Regions from separate parts of the Arachis hypogaea genome. Here region 2 is linked to region 1. A link is a contact called in public Hi-C data. All regions are on one chromosome and are shown on one strand. Each heading gives the region's core, a stretch centred on a gene start, on an enhancer-like site or on the middle of the called end of the contact. The rest is flanking DNA. Distances are from core to core; before and after follow the strand shown. Region 1 overlaps LOC112800664 (protein BZR1 homolog 1). Region 2 holds the start of LOC112800667 (aminopeptidase P1).

Region 1 (4,173 bases), core at 1,222-3,721:
AAAAATAATAAGGAGTATGTACTTCTGGAAACAAATTAAGTAATTTCTCTCAACTTGAGGGTTCCCAAAGCATCAAAGGCTAGGGCATGGTGTAAATCAAGAGTTGGAATATCAAAAATATGGAGACTGTAGGGAAGATCTTGACCTTTCTTGGGTAATAAATCAGCAATACAATTGATTTTTCGAAAGGTGTTGTGCCAGCTTAAATTTTTTATTTGGCTCGCATGGATTCTGACATCTTCAATAAGTGCAACTATTTCTGACCAAGCTGATTGCCACTAAAAAATTTGATTCAACAACTAAGATTTTAAAACTCATTTGTAACAGCGTCCTCGAATGACTCCCAAATCTTAGCATGGAAGGTGGAACAACTTTTAATATTATACAAAAAAGTTTTAATGAACCCACCAAGGTGGTCTCAAAGATTCCTTCACAAGCTGCATGATTATTACTATCATAAAATGATTCATCAACATTCATCTTAATGTAATTATCTTGAGAAGACATTCACTTGATGAGGTAGTCATTAGTTAGTCTTTAAGTGCTCAGCTTCAAACAATTATAGATCTCATTCGTTCTAGCTTTTATGACAGCAATGGCGAATATTAGGATGGTAATTTTTCTATCAAAGACCCAGAAACAAGAAGTAGTAACATCGAACAAACAAGACCATCGACCTTTGGTAGATAGATTGCTAATAAACCAATCTTGAGATTATGGGTGAAGAAATTATTATTCGTGGTAAGAGGTATCAATGCTTTCCAAATCAAATTTGTAAAGGAACAATTTCTTAAAATACGAAGAGTAGTCTCTTCAAGCCATATTTTGGGCACGTTGCTAATGATGGGCTCATACAGAATCGTGGATTTAGGTATATAGTTGTGAAGGCAGTGTCTTCATTATAATTAAAAAAAAATTCAGTAGTATATAATAGTAATATTTATTTGATTCTACTTAATTATTAAATTTAATTTTATAATAATTTTTTATTTAATTTTTGATATTTCAATTTAAAAATTTTATATTAGAATAAAAATAATCAATTCACAAATTTAAAACGAAATTGATATTCTTTTTTAAAATTTAATTTAAGAGTATTATTTTTTTAATTAATTTTAATTTTTTTATAGTAACTACATTAATTAAAAAAATTTATTTAATTATAAATATTAATAAAATTATTTTTAATTGTATTGAAAAGTAAATTTTTAAATAATCTTTTAGTGATATATATAAAAAAAATTTTCAATTGTACTATCAAAAAAATTTTTAATTTTTTAAAATATAAAATCTAAAAAAATAAAATTTTTAATTATAATTATTATTTAAATTACTTTTTAATTTATAAATTAAATATTTTAAAATTAATTATATTTTACAATAATTATATTAAATATCTATAAAAAATAATAATTTATATAAAATATATATTAAAAAAATTAAATAATATATGTATTTATTATGTTATATAAACTTTATCCGCACAGTAAAAGTTTCAGTATCGGTCCCTCACTCCCTCGGCTCATATGTCTTCTAGGCCTCTCTGCTTTTGAAAGGATGGCATTCTGAAGAAAGGATGATCAGCGAAGAACGCATGGTATGTGTTCATGGCCGCTGCCACACTGGTGTTCTCTCCGGTGACGCCCCTGCACTGTACGAATCTGGAACCCAAAGCGATGTGGACGCGAGACTTTCAGTGGGTCTCCTCTGCTTCCGGCGCTCCGAATGAAGCTCCGTCGCCGAGGGTGCACGATGATGAAAGCTTCAGCTTCCTCTCCTCCGAATCTGCAACTCTGATGCTGCCGCTTCCCTGTTCCCAGACTATTTGCCAACAATCTCGCTCTCCCTGTCCTCCATTGCTTGCATGACCCAGACCAAGAACCAAAACCCATGCCCAAACCCAGCCCGAACAAGACCACCTCCCTTCCCTGCGCCAAGCCAACTCCCCCTTCTTGCGAAGCAGACATGCATCCTATACCACCTCAAAATCTAGCTTGCTACGTCAATTTGGTTCCACTACAGGGTTTCCACCAATCCACTCATCCTAACTTGTAAAGGATCTGATAATAATATCCACCACACTTTTATCATGGGCGTGGAAGTCTTTGTGATATCTCGGATCAGGTTTGCTTCCGTTGGGTCTGCTTTATCTTCTCCAACGCTTCTATCGCATGCACAACAGAACTCTATTGAGGTGCTTCTACCTAAACCTAGGTTTGGAACAACAATCAAATTTTTGTTTGGTCGTGAACAACAAGCAATTTTGAAGTAAAATATCCAAACGTGATTTCTGAAAGTGTTTTGCTGGTTTTTATAATCTTTTCTTTCTTGGGTGTACTTGTGGGTTTTTTGGTAACAATTAAGGGTTTTTAATTAAAATCCTGCAAATCTAATTGGGCTTTGGGGGAGAGAGGTGGATTAGCATGGTTGGGCCATGGGAGGAATCCATAGATCCTGGGGAACCAATATAGGCTCCTCACATTAAGTCCCAGCTTTGAATTTTGATTTTTCTTCTCGGTGTGACTTGGCACACTGTTGAAATAAATCACTGTTTGCATCGCTTGGCAATGAGAGAGAATCATGCGTGAGACGAGAGCGTTGAACACACACCGAAGAAGAATAAGCAGGAAAGAACAAGAAAGCAAAGAACACATATATTCACGATAACATGACAGTTTGTTTTGCGGGTTCTGAATTTTGACCTTCAAGATTACGAACCAGGAGAAATAATGTGTTCTCCTTTGAACTTGTAGATTCCTCTTGAACAGTCAGGCACCGGGTTATTCATATCTTATACACGAAGATAATGGACAGCCAAATCATAATAAAACACTTGCTCTCAAATTCAGCAAATCATAATTAGTGTAAGCCATGTATAGGATCAAAATCAAAGTTGAAAAAAAAAATTTTAAAACAAACTGTGGACGTATTCACCAGATATTCCCTATAACTAAGTCTAGTTTCTGCAGAGTCTAGAGTGCTGAGATTCAAGCCTTTGTTTTTTCGTCAGAGTTTATGTTGCTATCATATTATCTCAACAATGAAGAATCATAAAACTTTACAGCTAGACTCGTAGATTTCTCGCAAGAAAAATACACTTAAGAGCCATGCATAAGCGATTTAATATCCTCATTCCTCGGGTTATCTAACATCCTTCTAGTATCAAGATACACGATATAGAATTATAGATAGAAGAGAATGACAGAAATACTAAATTAATATACACTACCTACATATTATTAGGCCCACATAATTGCTTTGTGTTTTTCTCTATCACAATACAATCCTCTAACTTAATGTCCAAATATATACATATGTATAATCATCCTCTACCGTCAAGTTACCCTCTCATAACAGAGGCGGAAAGTTTGTGAGGATGGAAGTGATGTAATTTTTTTTCCTTTGGTGACTAGGAAGTGATGTTAATTACCTTCTCATAAGTAATACTGATCGAGCAAAACTGCATACATATTCAGTGTGGAAACTGGAAACAGCAATTGCAGTAGTTTAAACTTTTGAGGCCGAATGGAGCAAAACTATAAAGCTTCAAAAGTGGGCTTCTCAATCTTTCCATATCAGTTTCAAATACTCACATTGGAATGCTCAGCTATGTAATGAAATAAAGAGTGTGAAAGCATTAAGAATATCTCTTCAGTGAACTTCAATTTCTCCTGGTCTATAGTAATAAGTTAAGATTAAGTCTCAAAACACTACCAAACTTTTTAAAGGTTGCCCCAAATGCAACTATTCAACAATCAACAAGGCATCACAATGAAGTCAAATTTCATGTAATGTAACGAAATATAAACGGGACTGTACATATAAGAAAAATATAGAAATGCAACATAGCAACCGATTTCCCCGGCAATGGCAGAGTGGCAGCTCCATCCAAGCAATCCATGCAGACGCCAAGGAAACGCTGCAGACTTGGGCTTGGGGATCGGGTTCTGTGTTGTGGCCTTTGGGCGTGATATAGACATAAGAAGGTAGCCCTAAACATTGCTTTCAACATCAGGCCTTTCCACAGCCTAGAGTCAGTTCCAACTCATCCACTCCCACCTCATGTATCCTCTCGCCCTCCCATGGCTTCACTCTACCATTCTCAAAGTCAAAATCCGATGGTCTTCCTCTCTCTGCAGCCTGGCCCCATTGCATGCCTTCATTCATATCCAT
Region 2 (4,173 bases), core at 624-3,123, 110 kb before region 1:
ATTTCTATAAATTATAAATAAAAATTTTATAACTTTAATTTTTGTTATTATTTAATAATTTTTTTAATAGAATAACTATACTGTCTCAAAATAATTTTGTTAATATAATTTTTTGAACAAAAATCACTTTATCTTTCCAAAAAAAAAGGATAAATGACTGAATTGGGTGTTTACCACCGGAGATTATCAAAGATATCAAGTTCAAGAGGTCTCTCAGCCTCAGGACCCACTTTGGCTAACTTATTAATATATCTACTGAATTATTTATTAGTATGTGTATATATCTAAAAGAAAAAGTTTTAGGAACTAGTATTTTTAAAATTTAATTAGTATTTAATTAATAAAAAAAGTGTGTAATTTTCTACTAATAAATATAATTTTATATATTTATTAATAATAATTAATTGATAATTATATTTTATAAAATGTGCTGTCCTCTAATACTATTGTATCTAGAAACAATTTTTCTTTCTTTTGACGTGCAGCTCAATACTTATTTTCTCTTTTAATAGGTTTTCGATAATATTACGAGAATAAGCTAGCTGTCCCGTTGTTACCCATTAAGATATTACTAATTCGGGTGGCAACAATACTTTCTTTTGAAGACGTGCTCAATTTTGATAGGCGCAAGATTTTTAATGCTAATATTTTTTCATGAACCTCAAGTCTGCAAGCAAGGCCCCTAAAACTCCAATCTGTTCACAGCTCAAGGAAACTAACTTAGTGTGTGTTTAAGTCTGCAAGCAAGGCCCCTAAAACTCCAATCTGTTCACAGCTCAAGGAAACTAACTTAGTGTGTGTTTGTACTGTGGTTAGTTAAATTAGAGTTTGAATAAAAGTAATTTTATAAAATTGATTTTGGATAAAAATAAATTTGTGTCAATATAATTTATGTTTGATAATTTTTTATTAAAATTAATTTTGATAAAATAAATATTATTTGAATAATATTAGTTAAAATCATTTTTAAATAAATAATTATTTAAAAGGATATGATATTAAATTATAATATTATTTTTTTATACATGTTTAATTTTTTCATATTTTTTATATATTTTTTATATAATATATTTTTAATACTCTTAGTATTCTTTTTTAGTATATTATAATTTTTAACTATTATTATTTATGATTAATTTTTTATTTAATTTATTTTACTTAATGGAATCAATAAATTCTATTATAAAAAAAATAATAATAAATACAATACACAAAAATTATAACTATAAAAATATATAATGTCAAATAAAAAAATAATAAAAAATATAAATAATAAATAATAAAAAAAGAGTTCATATAGAGAGAAATGATAAGAATTTTATAAATAATACAATAATATGTATAAAGGATAAAGTTGGTAAAAGAAAAATAAATATTGAAAGTATTGACTAAAAACACGTTAGTGTAACAGAGAAGTTAAAAATTATTACTCCTTATAAACGTGATTTTATGAACAAAATTACTTATGCATTTGTAAAGAAAAAAAATAGCCAAACAAAAAAGTGAAGCTTTTAAGAAGCTCTAACGTACTTTTTTCCTTCAAACGTGGTTACCAAACACGGTGGATACTATCATGAAGATTTTACTATTGTCTTCATATGAAGATACTTCTTTTTTACCATTAGATGATAAAATGTATGGTTTGATTTTGATGTGTTGCAAAAGTGTTATTTTTTTTAAAGTGTGGCTAAACAAACAAAGTACACTTTTAACACAAGAATCTTCATAAAAAGATGTTTTTAGCATCTTCATTTGAGTAGTTGCCACCAAACACACCCTTAGTCCGCAACTTCTATAAACCAGACAAAGAAAATGATTAAAGTTAATTATTTTTCCTCCCCCTATTCTTAGAATAAAAAGTGCATGCTTTTTAATAAATAAATAAATAATGCATTACAAAATTAAAATTTCGGAGGAAATAGGAAAGATAGGAATCTGAATCCGTCGTGGACCTCGCTTCGAGGTGCGGCTCAGTGTCACTATAATATATAAATGCGTCGCTGAGAACCGAACTTGTTTTGGAGGCTAAGCTAAACTGTGATTGAGAAAAATTAGCGAAGTAGAAGAAAATGGAAGACACACTCTCTGCTTTGAGGTCATTGATGTCTTCTCACTCCCCTTCTCTTGATGCCTTAGTTGTTCCTTCCGAAGATTATCACCAGGTAATTCATTTCCCTTTCACTTTAGATCGAAGATTTTCAGCTTCTTCCGTTTCAAATTCCTTCGTTCTTCATCTGATGATTGTTTCTCTCTGTTTCTGCAGAGTGAATATGTATCCGCAAGAGATAAGCGCCGCGAGTTCGTTTCCGGCTTCAGTGGAAGTGCTGGTCAGTATCAATCTACAGAGCAATCAAATCAAAATTTACTTTATGCGTTTTCGTTTGATTTCTTAGTTTATTCTTATGTGGCGATTAGTTTAGATCGAATCAGGATTTTGTTTCTGTAGTTTGGAAATTTCAATTAACATCGTGTGACAATTTCATCCCTGTAATAAGCAAGATAGTCTTGGATTATTCTGTGGTTGAAGCTTTCTGTCTCAGCTCTTCTTGTGAAATCTATGCCGCTATTGAATTTTCCTATTGTATTTCAAATCTGACAAAATTTGTTAAGTCAAATTTTGTATTGTTTTCCATTAAAATTACATTCAGGTTTGGCACTTATAACGGCGAAAGAAGCACTCTTGTGGACGGATGGACGATATTTTTTGCAGGCAGAGCAACAGCTTAGTGATCAATGGAAGCTAATGCGCATTGGCGAAGATCCTGCTGTGGATGTTTGGATGGCTGATGTAAGTACCATTTTTTTAAGAGAATCCTTTGATTTAAATGATTGAAAAAAGACAAAATGAGATAGCAGATTATATTTTTTGTGGTTCTCTCTGTCTTTGGCATCCCTGAAGCATAATGTTATGACTTGGGTCAAGATTGAAACTGTGTCTACATCATGGCATTTTTGATATGTTGTCCACAACTAGCTTCTCCTTGCTTAGGGAGAGCTGACAGAGCATATAGTCCTGTACGCACTATAGCACTCGATTAGTCTTGTCTCATCCATGAGTTGTTTCTTTTTCACTAGAACTTGCCTAAAGATGCATCTATTGGGGTTGATCCATGGTGCATTTCGGTTGATACTGCCCAAAGATGGGAACGTGCTTTTGCTGAAAAACATCAGAAGCTGGTTCAAACGACAAAAAATTTGGTAGATGAAGTATGGGCAAAGCGACCTCCAGAACAGATTAATGCTGTTATTGTACATCCATTGGAATTTGCAGGTCGCTCTGTTGCAGATAAGTTGCAAGACTTGAGAAAAAGGCTTGCGCAAGAGCGAGCCCGTGGCATCATTTTCACAGCTCTTGATGAAGTGAGTGTATTATCTTAATCTATCGTCCTTATTTGTTTGCTCTTCCCTAACTCAAGTTTTGAGTTTGAGGATATTTTTGCGTCACATGTTCAGCATTTTCAATATCACTATCTTCATTATCCATGTTATTTATGATCCGGTTACAATGCAGGTTGCCTGGTTATACAATATCCGTGGAAGTGATGTGGCATACTGTCCTGTTGTTCATGCATTTGCTATTGTGACAACTAATTCTGCTTTCCTTTATGTCAACAAGGAAAAAGTATCTGTTGAGGTAGTTTGACTAATGTCTCGTCAGCTTTGAATGTTTCGCACTGTTTTCTACTGGCAGGAAGTATAAATTCCTATACAATCATGTTAAGTTACTAATAACAGTTTATTAAGAACATTTATCATAGGATTTGTTTCCCCCTATTTATGTATATTAATCTTACAAGAATGATAGGGTTTCAGATTTCAGTATTTTCAGTACTGGTCATTAATAGTCAACCGTTGGAAACATTTATTTTATGGTCAAATTAGATCGAAGTTTATTTTACTTATGAAGATAAGAAATATCTGTCAACAGAGCAGTATTTTGGTCTATCCTGATATTTGGAAGGAAGATATGTATATAGAAACTTAGTAGTAGTATTTTTTTGCCAGGTAAAAACTCATCTAGAGGAGAATGGAATTGGAATTCGAGACTATACAGCCGTGAGCTCTGATGCAGCATTGCTCGCAACTGATGAGCTTGATGCTCTGTCTACTGCCAAAGGTTCTCTAGCTGCAGTTACAAAGGAAGCAGAAAAGACTCACAATGAGCTCAACAAG

The links. Hi-C and Micro-C count contacts between places; a contact is called where the count stands out from the background.
Region 2: a Hi-C map of leaf shows a contact between it and region 1, with 2.7 times the contacts expected there. The contact joins the promoter of LOC112800667 here to the enhancer-like site in region 1. A contact is called at or near these places in 2 of 8 Hi-C or Micro-C datasets (both in leaf).

The regions. Positions count from the first base shown.
Region 1 is chr5:9,835,404-9,839,576 of arahy.Tifrunner.gnm2.J5K5, reverse strand. It overlaps LOC112800664 (protein BZR1 homolog 1), which reads right to left. Exons shown (of 2, transcript XM_025843019.2): 2 at 3,651-4,173. The coding sequence ends at 4,012. Among protein-coding and RNA genes, the nearest start is that of LOC112800664, 3.6 kb to the right of the region's middle. Within about 2 kb of position 2,471, at least 3 of the 3 cell types and tissues checked have open chromatin away from gene starts, as enhancers often do.
Region 2 is chr5:9,949,504-9,953,676 of arahy.Tifrunner.gnm2.J5K5, reverse strand. It overlaps LOC112800667 (aminopeptidase P1), which reads left to right and starts at 1,873. Exons shown (of 16, transcript XM_025843021.3): 1 at 1,873-2,162; 2 at 2,264-2,327; 3 at 2,649-2,788; 4 at 3,076-3,360; 5 at 3,512-3,634; 6 at 4,006-4,173. The coding sequence starts at 2,070.